Linked DNA regions of Nomascus leucogenys: region 1 is linked to region 2. The links are chromatin contacts, called in public Hi-C maps. All regions are on one chromosome and are shown on one strand. The core of a region is the stretch at or near the end of the contact, and the rest is flanking DNA. Distances in the headings are between cores, read along the strand shown.

What was found. Hi-C and Micro-C count contacts between places; a contact is called where the count stands out from the background.
Region 1: a contact with region 2 is called in a Hi-C map of an unstated tissue, with 3 times the contacts expected there. The contact joins the promoter of FIBCD1 here to the enhancer-like site in region 2. A contact is called at or near these places in 2 of 4 Hi-C or Micro-C datasets (a lymphoblastoid cell line and an unstated tissue).

What each region holds. Positions count from the first base shown.
Region 1 is chr8:107,053,812-107,060,563 of Asia_NLE_v1, reverse strand. FIBCD1 (fibrinogen C domain-containing protein 1) reads left to right here and starts at 2,711. Exons shown (of 8, transcript XM_030818048.1): 1 at 2,711-2,793; 2 at 3,362-3,474. The coding sequence starts at 3,403.
Region 2 is chr8:106,819,412-106,826,506 of Asia_NLE_v1, reverse strand. It overlaps EXOSC2 (exosome complex component RRP4), which reads right to left. Exons shown (of 9, transcript XM_003276737.4): 2 at 5,557-5,658; 3 at 3,536-3,581; 4 at 2,909-2,998; 5 at 1,769-1,834; 6 at 259-327. Among named protein-coding and RNA genes, the nearest start is that of EXOSC2, 3.9 kb to the right of the region's middle. Within about 2 kb of position 2,161, the one cell type or tissue checked has an H3K27ac peak away from gene starts, as active enhancers do. A contact at or near this core is called in a lymphoblastoid cell line, where this site is marked.

The sequences.
Region 1 (6,752 bases), core at 1,462-3,961, 230 kb before region 2:
GGACAGCTTCTTTGGCCATCTGCCACCTATGATTGATATGCCTGGTTCAGTCCTAGATAGGAGTTGCCCATTGGTGGGGCCATCATAACCAGGTGGCCTTGGAAAGGCAAAGTAGGAACAGGCAGAATTGGTGAGCCAGACAGAGGGAGGTGAGGGGATACGCAGAGAGTGAACAAGTTACCAGGCAACCTCGAGTCTAATCCCATGCAGCCTCCCGGTCCTGTGTTCTGGCACCCTGAGGTGCTGGCTTGTCCCTGGCAAGGAATGCTCAGTCTTGGGCTGGCTGGAAAGCCCTGATTCTGTCCTGTCCCATCTGCTGAGCACAGCCAAGCTCGCCCCCAGCGCTCTGTGGCCATCAGCCTTGTCAAAGGGAAATCCGAGGGTGGAGGGCCTGTCTGCTCTGTGGGGTCGGCTGCCCTTTCCCTCGCACAGATGTTGGCTGTGGGTCAGCACTGGCTTCAGGGATCCACTTCCATTTTATTCCTGTCCACCAATTCGGAGGCTCCAGTGAATGGGGGCGGTCCTCCCTTCTTCCAGAACGATGTCCTAAGTGTGTCCGCTGAGTGCAGTGTGTAAAGCGCTGAGCAGACGCCTGCAGGCTCATGCCGGTCCTGCATCACGGCTGACCCTTCTCCTTGGGTGTTGAGCAGAGGCGTCAGCACAGAGGGGGTGACAGAGTGAGGCCCGCTCCCAAAGACACACACGTAAGGCACTCCCGCAGGCTGAACCTGTGGCTGAGCAGGTGAGATGATTCAACCTCCAACCTCCTCCAACACTCCCAGGAGGAGCCGCTAGGTGGCCCCCGCTCACCTGTCCAACCGCGCTTCTGCAGGCCTGGGCGGCGATCCTCCAGAGCGTCCTCCGGTCCTCCGGTTTGCACCTGCCCAGGTGCGCGCGGGTCACTCCCCGAGCTCCGCCTTCCCTTCTGCGGCCCCGCCATTGGAAATGCCTTTCCCTCAGCACCCAGACGTCTGGATGCTGCCTTCATGGGCCTTGGGGGCGGGCTCACACCCCTCCATCCCAGGGTGCCTCCCTGACTGCTCTAGGCACACCTCCAAGACCTCCTCCGTTGGTCCTCAGCACCCCTCCCTTGGGTTCTCAGTTCAGCCCGGCACCCCCGCTCCACCCCCAGGGTGATCTTTTATCTGTGCACAAATGCGTCTGGAGTTTACATCCTCTCCCCAAAATGTGGAATCAGAGCCTTGCGTTTCTGCCACCTGCCTGCTTTGTGCCTGTAACTGCACAAGGGCCTGCAAACCTCGCCACTCCCCACCAATAGGCAAGTCCTTGTTTACGAGGAAACTGAGGCTTGGGGATGACGTGGAATCTGCCCAAGGTCACAGCAGGAACATCTGAGCCTTGCCCTGCTCAGGTGCTGTGATGCACTGTGGCAGAGCCCTTCTGAAGCGTGTGCGGTTAACCCTTTGGCTTACATGGGGAAACTGAGGCTCGGAGAGGTATGTTGCTTGCCCTCAGCCACACAGCCAGGGCCCTGTGCCCTCCACCACATCCTTCTTCCCAAGTCTGAAGGCCCTCCAGATCACCTGCTGACCCTCTTAATTCATAGGAAAGGCCGGGGGGCGAGAAAGAGCCAGAGGCCAGAGATTGGAACCTGGGTCTCCTGACTCCCAGCCATTGCCGTGGGATCCTCTCCAACTCCCGGGCCGCCTCAGTCCAGGAAGCCGGGATCGGGCCGCAGGTGAGGCCAGCGGTCGTCCTGGAAGGAAAAGGCGGCTGGGGACAAACAGCTGGTGGTTTGTGAACCCAGCGCCTGGCGGGTGGCAGTCTCCTCGGATGGCACCGGGCCACAGGGTCCCCTGCTCCGGGGCCCAAGGAGTGCCCCAGCCCAGGCTGGACGCGGCCCCCACCCCCAGCCAGTCTGTCCCGCCAGTGCCGGACGCGCAGAGGGATCGGGAGAGGGACGAAGATGGGGCGACAGACTGGCAGCCAGTGGGGGAGAGACGGAGACGGTGCCAGGGAACAGCGCGGCGGCCAAGGCGCCCCGGGAGCCGGAAAACAGCTTTGGGGAGAAGCGGGGGCGGGGAACGGGGGTGTCTGTCTGGAGCTGGGGGAGCAGAAAAAGACAGGGCCGCAGAAAGGGGCGGAGGAGGGGCGGCCGGCGGGCTCGGCAGGGCGGCGGGAGGGGAGCCCGGCGTCGGGCAGTGTGGGCGCCTCCCGGTCGGAAGCTACAATAGCAGCTCGTTCGCCGTGCAGATTAAGGACTTTGTCAATTACCTCCGAAGGCCGCTCCGGGCCGATTAAATGCTTTTAAAAGTGCTGCTGGTGGGAAGGGGCAACTAAGAAGACCCCTCCCGGCACAAATCCCCTCCCGGCGGAGGAGAAGGCGGGGGCTGGGACCGCGCGGGGCGCGCCGGGGAGCGCGGAGCGGCTGGTACTCGCGACCGCAGCGCCCGCGGCTGTGGCAGTGGTGGGGACCCCCATTTCGCCCACGGGCCGCCCAGGCAGGGGGGCGTCGGGTGGGCTCTCCGACCGCCGGCGCGAGGGCACGGGTCTGCGGACGCGGACTGGGACGACCCCAAGACCAGGCTCGCGCGTCGGGGATCGGAGCAGGGAGGTCCCCGGGGGCTGGAGACCCCACAGCTGGGCGCACTTGCCCGGGGACCTGGACCCAGACCTCGGGGGCCCGCAGGGGGCGCACCCCACCGAAACTGCCTGGGTCTTGGGGCGAGCCCTGCGTCCTGAGCCGGGAGGGAGCCGGAAGGAGCGCCGCGCCACTCCCCGGAGACGCCGAACCGCCCAGCGGGGGCGCCCTCGGGGCCCGCCCCGCGCCTAGTGAGTTGTGCGAGTCCCGCCCGGGAGGAAGTTTGTGCAGAGGCGCCGCCGGGGGGCTCTCAGGCCCCTCCGGGAGCCAGCAGGAGCCGGGCCGCCCGCGGCTGTTTGCTGCCCTCCGGCCGGCCGCGGTATCTGGGGGCCAGTTCGGCCTCCTTTCCCTTGGCCTTTTCGGAGGCGGAGTTCAGTATCCAAGTCCGCGTGTGTGAGCGCGCGCGGGTGTGTTAGTGTGTCGGGGGAGGCCGAGGGGAGCAATAAAAAGCAAAGAGAGTCCGAGACCAGAAAAGATGCGGAGATTGAGAAGGAGGGAGGAGGGACGAGGGAGGAGGGAGAGGAGCGCGCCAGGGAGGCGCGGGAGCCGGGAGCGGGGACGGCGCGCAGCGCGAGCGGCGGGCGTTGGGCTGGCGGCTTTCGCGCTCCCGCTCCTGCTCCCGCCCGCACACAGCGGCGCGCTCATCCGCACACGCCCGCCAGCTCCCGGGCCGCCCCGGCGCGGGGCACAGAGGCGGGGACCCGGCGGACAGAGCGCGCCCCGAGCCCGCGCCCACCCCGCCGCCTTTGCGCTCCTCAGCGGCGCGCCTCGCCCGGCGTCCCCGCCAGTCCTGCCGGAAGATGGTCAACGACCGGTGGAAGACCATGGGCGGCGCTGCCCAACTTGAGGACCGGCCGCGCGACAAGCCGCAGGTACGCTCGGGCGCTGGGACACGGAGCCTGGGCGGCTGGCCAGGCGGTGGCCGCTCGGGCCGGCGGGGCGGGCACCCATTGCGGGGGCTGGAGTTTGCGGCGCACCCCTTCGAGGCTCCGGAGGCCCGGACCGGGATGGGGACCCTCCTCTCCTCCTCCCCTAGCCGAGGCTTGAACTCGAGGTTCGGTGGGGGCGGCACCCCTGCAGGAGCCACGCGCGCTGCGGGCCAGGTCTCCCGCGTCCCCGCACCCCCAGCGGCCCCCTGGTGCACGCTGGTGCAGAGGGAGGCGGGGACTTACAGTTCGCCGTGTGTCCACAGACAAATCAGCCCCCTTGCTGAGTCCCCGTTTCCTCACCTCTACAATCGGCATCTTAACTACCCACAAAATCTCCACTCTGGGCGCTACCCTGTGCCAGGCACCTGGTCCTGAACCTGACCCCCTGAATCTCCTCTGCATCCTTCCCTCTTTAGCCAGGGCCCTGCATACAGCAGAGGATCAATAAAGATTCATCTCCTACAGGAACGCTGGGTATTGTGATTTTCTGACTTTAAGACAAGGAAAGCAGGGCTCAGAGATGGTTGGCTCCTGCCTGAGGCCACGCAGCTCTGCCGGGATTTGAACCCTTGTCTGTGTGCTCCAGGGCTGATTCATTCCTCCCTTCCTCCTGCCTCTTCAGGGGCAGTGGAGGTGGGGCTTGGAGGGTGCCCAGGGCTGTGCGGTGGAAGCGGGTGAGGGGAGAGCACCTGGGCTGGCCAGCAAGGGGGCTGGAGTCCGGAAGCCGAGGCAGAGGGGAGCCCCAGGGCTGCCCCGGGCTGGGCTGCCAAGGGACTGGGACAGGCAGGAGAAAACGAGGAGGCCTCTCGCTCACCAAGGAGAGGAAAGAATAGGGCTGCCCATTTTAAATTTTAAATTTCTCCCAGACAGATGTCATTGGGGAAAGAACAGTTCGTGCTTGCAGCTGCAGGAGGGGGCGGCTCGGGCAGCCCTTGGTGGTCCCTTCCTCTCAGGAGCTGCAGCCTGCTCATTCTTCCTGGTGTGACACTGCCGTGGCACAAGGTCCCAGCCCTCTACGGTTTGCAAAGCCCCTTCCCATTCGTCGGCACTACCTCATTTCTCCAAGCAGGCTGGGGGCCAGTGCGTTCCCACATCACAGACCAGGGGTCAGAGAGGTTGGGAACATGCCCAAGTCACACAGCACGTTGGCAAGAGAGTGGGGATTCGAACCCTGGTCTAACCACACACCTAGCCCACTGCTTCTCAGGGGTGGTCGGGCCCCTCTTTTAGGTCAGGTCTGCACCTAAGCCACCCCCAAATAACAAGTCCCCTCCTGCTGAGATCTGACTTCTCCCCCTTAGCAAGAACTGTCTTAACTTCTAGACCTGTCCTCCAAGGCCATCCCTAGCCTGGCATACTGTGCCTTCGCATTGGTCCCTTACAGGCAGTGACTGTTTGTTATTTGCCCACCCTGGGCCCCACACCACGCCGCTGCATTTCCAGATCTTTTCTGTGTCATCTTGTTTGCTTCCCCAGCCTGACACACACACACACACGCACACACACACACCCCTTCACTCAGGGATACCCTACATATACTCAAAACCCAGCTCAAATGCTGCCATCTCCTCCAGGAAGCCTTCCCTGATGCTCTGTGGCTGTGTCTCTTAAGTTCTAGTAGTGTTTAGCCTGTGCCGCTCAGCTGCCTTGTCCTGGGCCCCTCCTGCATCAGGAGATCCCTTTGGACACACCCTCCTCTGGAGCCCATCTCTGGGTCTCTCCCTGGGCCCAAGCTCCATTCCTTCCAGGCAGCTTAGGTCAGGCATTGAGAGTGTTTGCTGAATGGAACTGCGTGATGCTTCAGCCAGGAAGAGCCTCAGGAGACGGCCAGCAGGCACTGGTCTGTCTCAAGGGGAGGTGCCTTCTGGGGAATGTGTTTGAAATGTGGCTTCAAGGCCTCCGGGCCTGCCCCGCCTTTCTCTGCTGCTCCCTGGGGGCACAGCTTTCAGCCCCCACACAGCCCAGCTGTCTGCCCCTTGGCATTGGAGGAAGCTCGAGGGCTGTTGCTCCAGGAGCCTGGGCCAATAGCAAGCACCCGCCTCCCCTCCCCGCCCGTTTGGTGACCCAGCATGTAGACAGGCTGTTCCCTGTGCCAGCTCTGGGCTTGTTTGAAGCTTCAGACAAGAGGCAAGGCCTTTCCTGTGGCCACCGTCAGAAGAAAGATAGAGCGCTGCTTGCCCTGGTTCCCTTGGGCCTGCCCTCCCCTGGGCCAGCCCTCTCTCCTCCCTTGTGGCCAGGTTCGTCTCACCCACTGACATGCTGTGTGGCTCTGGGTAAGTTACTCCCCCTCTCTGGGCCTGGGCTTCACCATCTGTAAAGTGGAACAGCAGAGTCTTCGCTTCCTCCTCATTTCACAAGGGCTGTTATGGGGGCCACGTGAAATACTGGTGTGTTTTGCAAACTGTAAAGCACTGTGTCCTCATGAGGAGGATGCCTCTCAGCAGCCTGTCCCCTCCACAGGCTGGCTGTGTCCCGGTCTCCTCTCTGCCTAACAGGAAACGCCATCTGAACATCTGGCTCTTCCCAGAGGGGCCTGGCCAAGGCTCTTTAATGGGGGATTTTCCTCTGGGAGCATAATGCCGACTCGGCACTCCAAGCACCAGTAGGTCACAGGCCATACCTCTCGTTTCTTAGTCACAGCCACCCTAGGAGCTTGGTGGCAGGGATGATGAACCCATTTGACAGATGAGGAAACTGAGACTAAGAGCTGGAGCTGGGACTCGAACCTGGGTCTTCTTGGACAGCAGACAAGGGCCTCTGCGGGAGGATGGAAGGAAGAGAGGCTGGCCGCCCTTTCTTGGTTCAGCCCACTCAGCCCCAGTTGGGACTCCAGTGTCCAGGCTGTGTGGTTGTCAGGGCACCGAAAGCACCCACTGCGAGTGGGTATAGCCCAGGTCCGGAGGTCCTGAAGGACCTTTGTCCAAGTGCAGCCATTTCTGGGGACCGCCTTGGGCCCCATCTTTCCCAGCCCTATGCAGCCTCAGCTACTCTTTGTCAGGTGACCTTGGACAAGTTGCCAACTGGGACTTTGTTAACGCGTCCTCCCTCTCCCTACAGAAGGAGGAGCCTCTCACAGCCTTGGGGCAGGGTGAAACGGTATTTGCCAGGAGTTTGGAGTTTGTCAGATGAAAGGATCTAGAAATAGACCTGATTCTTCTGGTCTTGGAGCTTGGGGCAGGAAGTCACTCTGCAACCGTCTCCTCTGGTCAGAGGGGCTTGTT
Region 2 (7,095 bases), core at 912-3,411:
GGGCTCTTCTGGTGGAAGTCAGTCTCCTTGGAGAAAACGGATAAAACTTGTTCTTTACAAGGCTACTGACCCATGACCCTGTGAACCCTGACCTTCCTGATGTTACGTTTAAGGAACACGATCAGTTTGTGGGATGCCAGCCTCTATTAATGCTTAGCTACTGGGGTTCTTTAGGCCAGAATTCCAGAGAGCTATGGGGATTCAGAAATAGCCTTGTAGTCTCAGTCAGCAAACAGGAACATCAAGAGCCCGACTTACTTTTCCATATTTCAGGCTCCTCGTGTGCAGAGAGACAGCTCCGTCAGAGAACACTGCCTGGACCTCAGCCTGGCCAGGGTGATGAAGGAACAAACAGCAGCCTCGGCCACACACTGCCCTGTCCTCTGCAGCCTCTGCCCCTTGACCCCACACCTCCATCTTTTCCTCCCCTCTCCAATGGTCCAGGCTCAACAATCTTAGACCCAGAGGACGTCACTGTGAACTCACCTCTCCCCTTGGTTGTCATGAATATCTTTTTTTAAAAAATAAGAGACAGAAGGCCAGGTGCGGTGGCTCACATCTGTAATCCCAGCACTTTGGAAGGCTGAGGTGGGTGGATCACCTGAGATCAGGAGTTCTAGACCAGCCTGACCAACATGGAGAAACCCCGTCTCTACTAAAAATACAAAATTAGTCGGGCGTAGTGGCGCATGACTGTAATCCCAGCTACTCGGGAGGCTGGGGCAGGAGAATCGCTTGAACCTGGGAGGCAGAGGTTGCAGTGAGCCAAGATCGCACCATTGCACTCCAGCCTGGGCAACAAGAGTGAAACTCTGTCTCCAAAATAAGTAAATAAATAAATAAAAGACAGAGGCCAGGCATAGTGGCTCATGCCTGTAATCCCAGCACTTTGGGAGGCCGAGGTGGGCAGATCACCTGAGGTCAGGAGTTCGAGACCAGCCTGGCCAATATGGTGAAACCTGTCTCTCCTAAAAATACAAAAATTAGCCAGGCATGACGCACGCCTGTAATCCTAGCTATTTGGGAGGCTAAGGCAGAATCGCTTGAATCTGGGAGGCGGAGGTTGCAGTGAGCCAAGATTGCACCACTGCACTCCAGTCTGGGCAACAGAGCAAGACTCCGTCATTTAAAAAAAAATAATAATAATTTTTAAAAAGATAAAATAGAGACAGAGTCTTGCTCTGTCACCCAAGCTGGAACACAGTGGTGTGATCATAGCTTACTGTAGCCTTGAGCTCCTGGGCTCAAGCAACCCTCTGGCCCCAGCCTCCTGAGTAGCTAGGACTACAGGCATGTGCCACCAGGCCTGGCTAATTTTGATTTTTTTGTAGAGAGGGGGGTCTTGCTATGTTGCCCAGGCTGGTCTTGAACTCTTGGCTCAAGCAATCCTCCCTCCTTGGCCTTCCAAAGCGCTGGGATTACAGGCATGAGCCACCACACTCGGCCTGTCATTAATGTCTTGACGTGAACACCTTTTCCACTCCCTGCGCTAAAAGTTAACATCATTAACAAAAGCCTAGCCTAAAGCACAGGCCACCGTAAGTTACAAGACCCAAAGAAATGACTTAGCAGCAGGTCCGAACAAGAGCTGGGGAGTCAGCCTGAATTAAGGAGACTGAGAAAGGATGCAGCAGAGCCCGACACTTGGTCTAAGACTCGGATCCCTGCAAGGATGACACGGTTCTTCAGTCAGAGACATACAATGGAAGGCCCACTTCCCAGTCCCATAGAAAAGCATCAAGAGGCTGGAGTGCAAAGCGCAGGATACACTGATAAGGTCCCCTTCCTGTAAGAAACCTCTCATTGCAAGCTCATCTTCTGCAGATCTTCTCCTCTGAAATACACAAAGAAATGACATTACTTAAGCCAGATCCTCAGAAAGGTCTCCATCACTTCTTTCTCTTTCACTTCCTTTTGAGATTTTTGAGGCCAACCACAATATTCAAGCACTGAGAACTATAGCAGGAGTAGGTAACCCAAGCCACTTGAGGGCAATCAGTGATAATCACGACTTTTCATCTCAAAAGACTTTTCCACAGCTCCTCTTCTCTTCCTCTTTCCCTCCCTTCTCTGAGCAACATTTACACCCCTCCCAATCTCACCCAGCCAACATTTCCATACTCATCTTCCATGACAGCCCTCTGCAGTCCAGCAGGACCAGACTAACTCCTGCTTGGATATATCTCTGCTCACACATTTCCCTCTATCTCAGATTCCCTGAACTAGTCATTTAACGTCTCTCCATCCTTCCAGGATCAACTCCAATGCCTGTCTTTCCTACGAGCTTCTCTCACTGAAATCTCCTTTTGTATAACCACAGCTTATTTATTCTACTGCCAGGGACTAGGTCAGTTATCTTATATCCCCTGCTGGGGAACTCAGTCGTGCTTGGCACTCGGCACAGCGCTTGGCACTCGGCACAGAGCTTGGCACAGTAAGCCTCTCTGCAAATACATGCTGGACTGAAGATAAAGCTGAACCATGGCATTTTACAAAAGGCTGTGGCTTGGTTACTGTGGTTGTCTGGAATAACCAAATGCCTTTCAATTCACAAAAAACTAATGTAAAGACAACTTTTCAAGGAACATCTTCACTGTGCAAGGCTGATATGTCTGAAAAGGAAAACTATTAACAACTAGCATCTAAGGGCTTCTCTCCCCAACTCTCTGTTGGGATCCCACCCCATGGATGTTTCTGATCCTATTATATGCCAACTGCTCCCTCTTTCGGGAGACCTGGACAGGGTGAACAGTCTACATACACATTGGGGCAGCAAACTTCACAACAGACAAACAGGAGTCAAAGGGGCAACCTCAGTGTAAAGCAAAGTCCTCTGGTGGAACAAAGGGTCCCACGGCTCCCCCCAGCCCACTGGGCCCTAGTCCATGGCCCCAGCTGTAGCCCTTACCAGCTCTCCTCCAGGAAGGTTCATGGATGAGAGCAGCAAGACTGAATCCAGCCTGGAGTTGGTCTCCACCTTCCACCTCTTCTGTTGAACCTATAAGCCAAGTTCCACACTTGGACACATGCTCCAGGGACAGGAGTTCATATCATAAATAACCAGTAAGGCCGGACACGGTGGCTCACGCCTGTAATCCCAGCACTTTGGGAGGCCGAAGCTGGTGGATCATTTGAGGTCAGGAGTTCGAGACCAGCCTGATCAGTATGATGAAACCCCATCTCTACTAAAAATACAAAAATTAGCCAGGCGTGGTGGCAAGTGCCTGTAATCCCAGCTACTTGGGAGGCTGAGACAGGAGAATCGCTTGAACCCGGGAGGTGGAGGTTGCAGTGAGCCAAGATCGCGCCACTGCACTCCAGCCTGGGTGATACAGCAAGACCCCATCTCAAACAAACAAAAAAAAAATTAACCGGTAATCTGAAATCGAACAAGTCACATATTTACATCAGAGGCCACACAATAGCCAAATGCAATGAATGCCTTTTTCATTAACTACAAGTGGAATGACTGTCCCATGAATGAAATCGCCAGCCTGCCTCGACTTTGTAAACACCAAACTGGTATCGACGTTACCTCTGTGATTCGTCCCACTACAATGTCTCCTACTTCACCAATGTATCTGAAAGATAAAACACAAGGGATTCATCCATCTGTGAGCAGACTTTCTGACAAGACCACACACCATTTGAGATGTCAGTTCAACAGGGTGAAAGCCTGGAATAGGCGCCACATTCAGCAAATTCATGTAACTATAGTGTCTGGACTTATTTTCAGAAATTGCTAACTTCAAACATTCCTCCACGTATAAAGTCTCCATTAACTATCCTTAGACATATCACTATTCCAAGTAGTTCATTTAGCCAAAAACCCCTATTTTGTTCGATTACACGACAATGGAAAACATGGACTATTTTCCTGTGGCACATGGATGAGTTCTGCACCAGCCAAAGGAAGAGAAAGGAAATCTGAGCCAGGACGCCAACCACACGAGTCTGCTCATGTCTCCTCCACTCACTCACTGCCTGCTCCTCTCAAGCCCCTTTGCTAGTTCCTTATCCGTGATTCTAATGAGACGTACTCGGTGCTGAGGCTAAGTCCTCAGAACTCTTCACTTTTCGGCCACTCAATCTAATACCTTTAAAACACCACTCTGTGCTGTGACTGTGCCAGTCTCCTGAATTCCAAATCCTACTCAACTGCTAGCTACCCAACTCTGCCATATAGATGACTAACAAGCATTTTCAAATGTATCAAGCCCAAAACTAAGCTTTCCCGCAGCCCCCCCAGTCCTCCATAGCAAACCGAGATAGGGGATGAGTTATCCCCATCTCAGTCAATGGTGACTCCATCCGCTCAGTTGCTCAGGCCAAAAACCTTGGAGAGTTCCTCGATTCCTCTCTCTCTCTCACGCTCCTGGACAAGTCCAGTAGCAAATCCTGTTGGCTCTACCCTTAAAACATATGCAGGAAATAAAAGGCATCCAAATTGGAAAGGAAGAAGTAAAATTATTTCTATTCACAGTTGACTGGGTCCTATGTACAGTAAAGCCCAAAGAATACAAAACCCAACACCTTTTCATGATTTTAAAAAAACATTCAGAAAATAAAATCTGTGTAGATTCCAATCACTCCTCCACCTTCCACTGCTCCCACCTTAGTTGAAGCCACCATCACTTCAGATCATGAGTATGGTCCCTAATCCACCTCCCTAAGCTTGCCTATCCCCCTTCAATCTCCCATCAGCAGCCAGAGTGAGCTTAAGTCCAGATCAAGTCCTTCCTCTGCTCCACCCCTTCCAGTGCTTCCCAGATTACACAAAATAGAAGCCAAAATGCTTAGTCTGGCTACAAGGCAGGCCCACGCCCGCCCACCTCAGCTCTCTGCTTACATCTGCCCCTTCTCTCCCCCTCACTCACTCTGTTCCAACCCCACTGGCTTGCTTTCTGGGGTAACCTTCATTGAATGCTTCTAGGTATCGGGCCCTGTGCTAAATACTTTACATGCACCATCTCACTGAATTCTAAAGAAAATCCTAGGCCAGGCGCAGTGGCTCACGCCTGTAATCCCAGCACTTTGGGAGGCCCAGTGGGGGGAAATTATCAGAGGTCAGCAGTTCGAGACCAGCCTGGCCAACTTGGTGAAATCCTGTCTCTACTAAAAATCGAATAAAATTAGCCAGGCGTGGTGGAGGGCGCCTGTAATCCCAGCTACACTGGAGGCTGAGGCAGGAGAATTGTTTGAACCCAGGAGGCGAAGGTTGCAGTGAGCCAAGATCACGCCACTGCACTCCAGCCTCGGCAACGGAGAGAGACTCCGTCTCAAAAAAAAAAATAAATAAATCCTATGAAGTAGGCCATGCTATTATACTCACTTTGCAGAGGAGGTAACCAAGGCTTGGAGTGGTGACATAACATGGGGAAACCTCTGAAGCCTGCACTGATCTGCACCACCCCACCTATAGTCACGGTCAAAACCTCAGACTTACAGCACGACAGGGCAGGCAGGGGTGGGGTGGGGGATAAGGAGGGGGCAGGAAAAGCCTGGTAGTACAACCTGGATGCCGCAAGAAAGGGAATACACACCTTTTGTTCTCACCTGGTTTTCAAAGCTTTCACACAGATCAACTTGTTTACTCTCTCCACAGAGCCAGCAACAGATGCAATGAGCTTCTCTTCTCCCATATACGTTCCATGGCCCCTGATGCAAGGCGAAGATACAAAGAAAGGATACGAGGGTAACTCGAGGTGACCTCTCTCCCTTCAAAAACAATGTGTTCCTCAAAGCTAACAGGCTCCCCCTGCAAAGCATGGCTTCTGTGCTGGCTGCTCCCTCTGCCTTCAGTGCTCCTTCTCCAGACAGCCACTTGGACATCACTCCTCTCACTCAGGTCTGCTCAGGTGTCACTTTCTGCAGCAGGCCTACCTTGACTGTGCCATTGAAAACACAGCCCACCCCGTTGCCACCACTCCCCCCTATACCATTGACCCTGCTCCACTTTTTACCCTATTGCATTATTACCTAACATTCTGAATAACTTATTCATTGCGCTTATTATCTCTCTCTCCCTGTTAGAACTCCACCAGGACAGAGATTTTTCACTCTGCCATAATAACCCAACTGCACAAAATATATGTTGAAAGCATTAATGAAAGAATGAATCTTAAGATTTCCTAGGGGCCAGGCATGGTGGCTCAAGCCTGTAATCCCAGCACTTTGGGAGGCTGAGGCGGGCAGATCACACTTGAGGTCAGGGGATCGAGACCAGCCTGGCCAACATGGTGAAACCCTGTCTCTACTAAAAAAAAAAAAAAAAAAAAAAAAAATTAGCTGGGCATGGTGGCATGCGCCTGAGTAGCTGGCATGAGTAATCCCAGCTACTCAGGAGGCTGAGGCAGGAGAATCACTTGAACCCAGGAGGCAGAGGTTGCAGTGAGCCGAGATCGCACGACTGATCTAAGAGAGACTCCGTCTCAAAAAAGAAAAAAAAAATTTCCTAGTATCCACTAACCTTAAACTAACAGGTCAAAGGGCGATGCTATGAATGCTGTGCCCCTTGTACATATAGATGTACCAAAAAAAAAAAAAAGGTTGAAACACTAGTGTTATCTATGATGATATAATGGCTGGTTTTACTTCTTTTCTTACATAATTGTCTCATTTAATCCTCATTACCATATCATACTGTTATTATCACTGTCTTACAGATGAGGAAACTGACCGTGGAGAGGCAATGCCGCTAATAAGATGTGATGGTAGCAGGACTGGAACCCCAACTGTCTGACTCAAGAGCCTTCCCTCTTAACCACAATACACTATATTACACCCCTTAGATTCAAAATGTGTATAAATGGGTGCATGCAGCACAATGTAACTGTTTGCCCTAAGCTCGAACAATTACGGATTCTAAACTGAAGAGGAGGCGGCCAAGAACGCCCACCGTCCCCTCAGAGAGCTGCAAACTGGAAAAGAGCCTGCGCCTAACCCTCCCCAGCTTTCCAGGTCTCCCACAAGGAAGGCTCAAAGATTTGGACTTCAGGCAGAAGACCCAAAAGTCACAGCCACCCGAGGTCAGGAGTGGAGGGTTTCAGGAAGCTGAGACAAATGCAGACGGGGACACACAAGATGCAGGGGGCA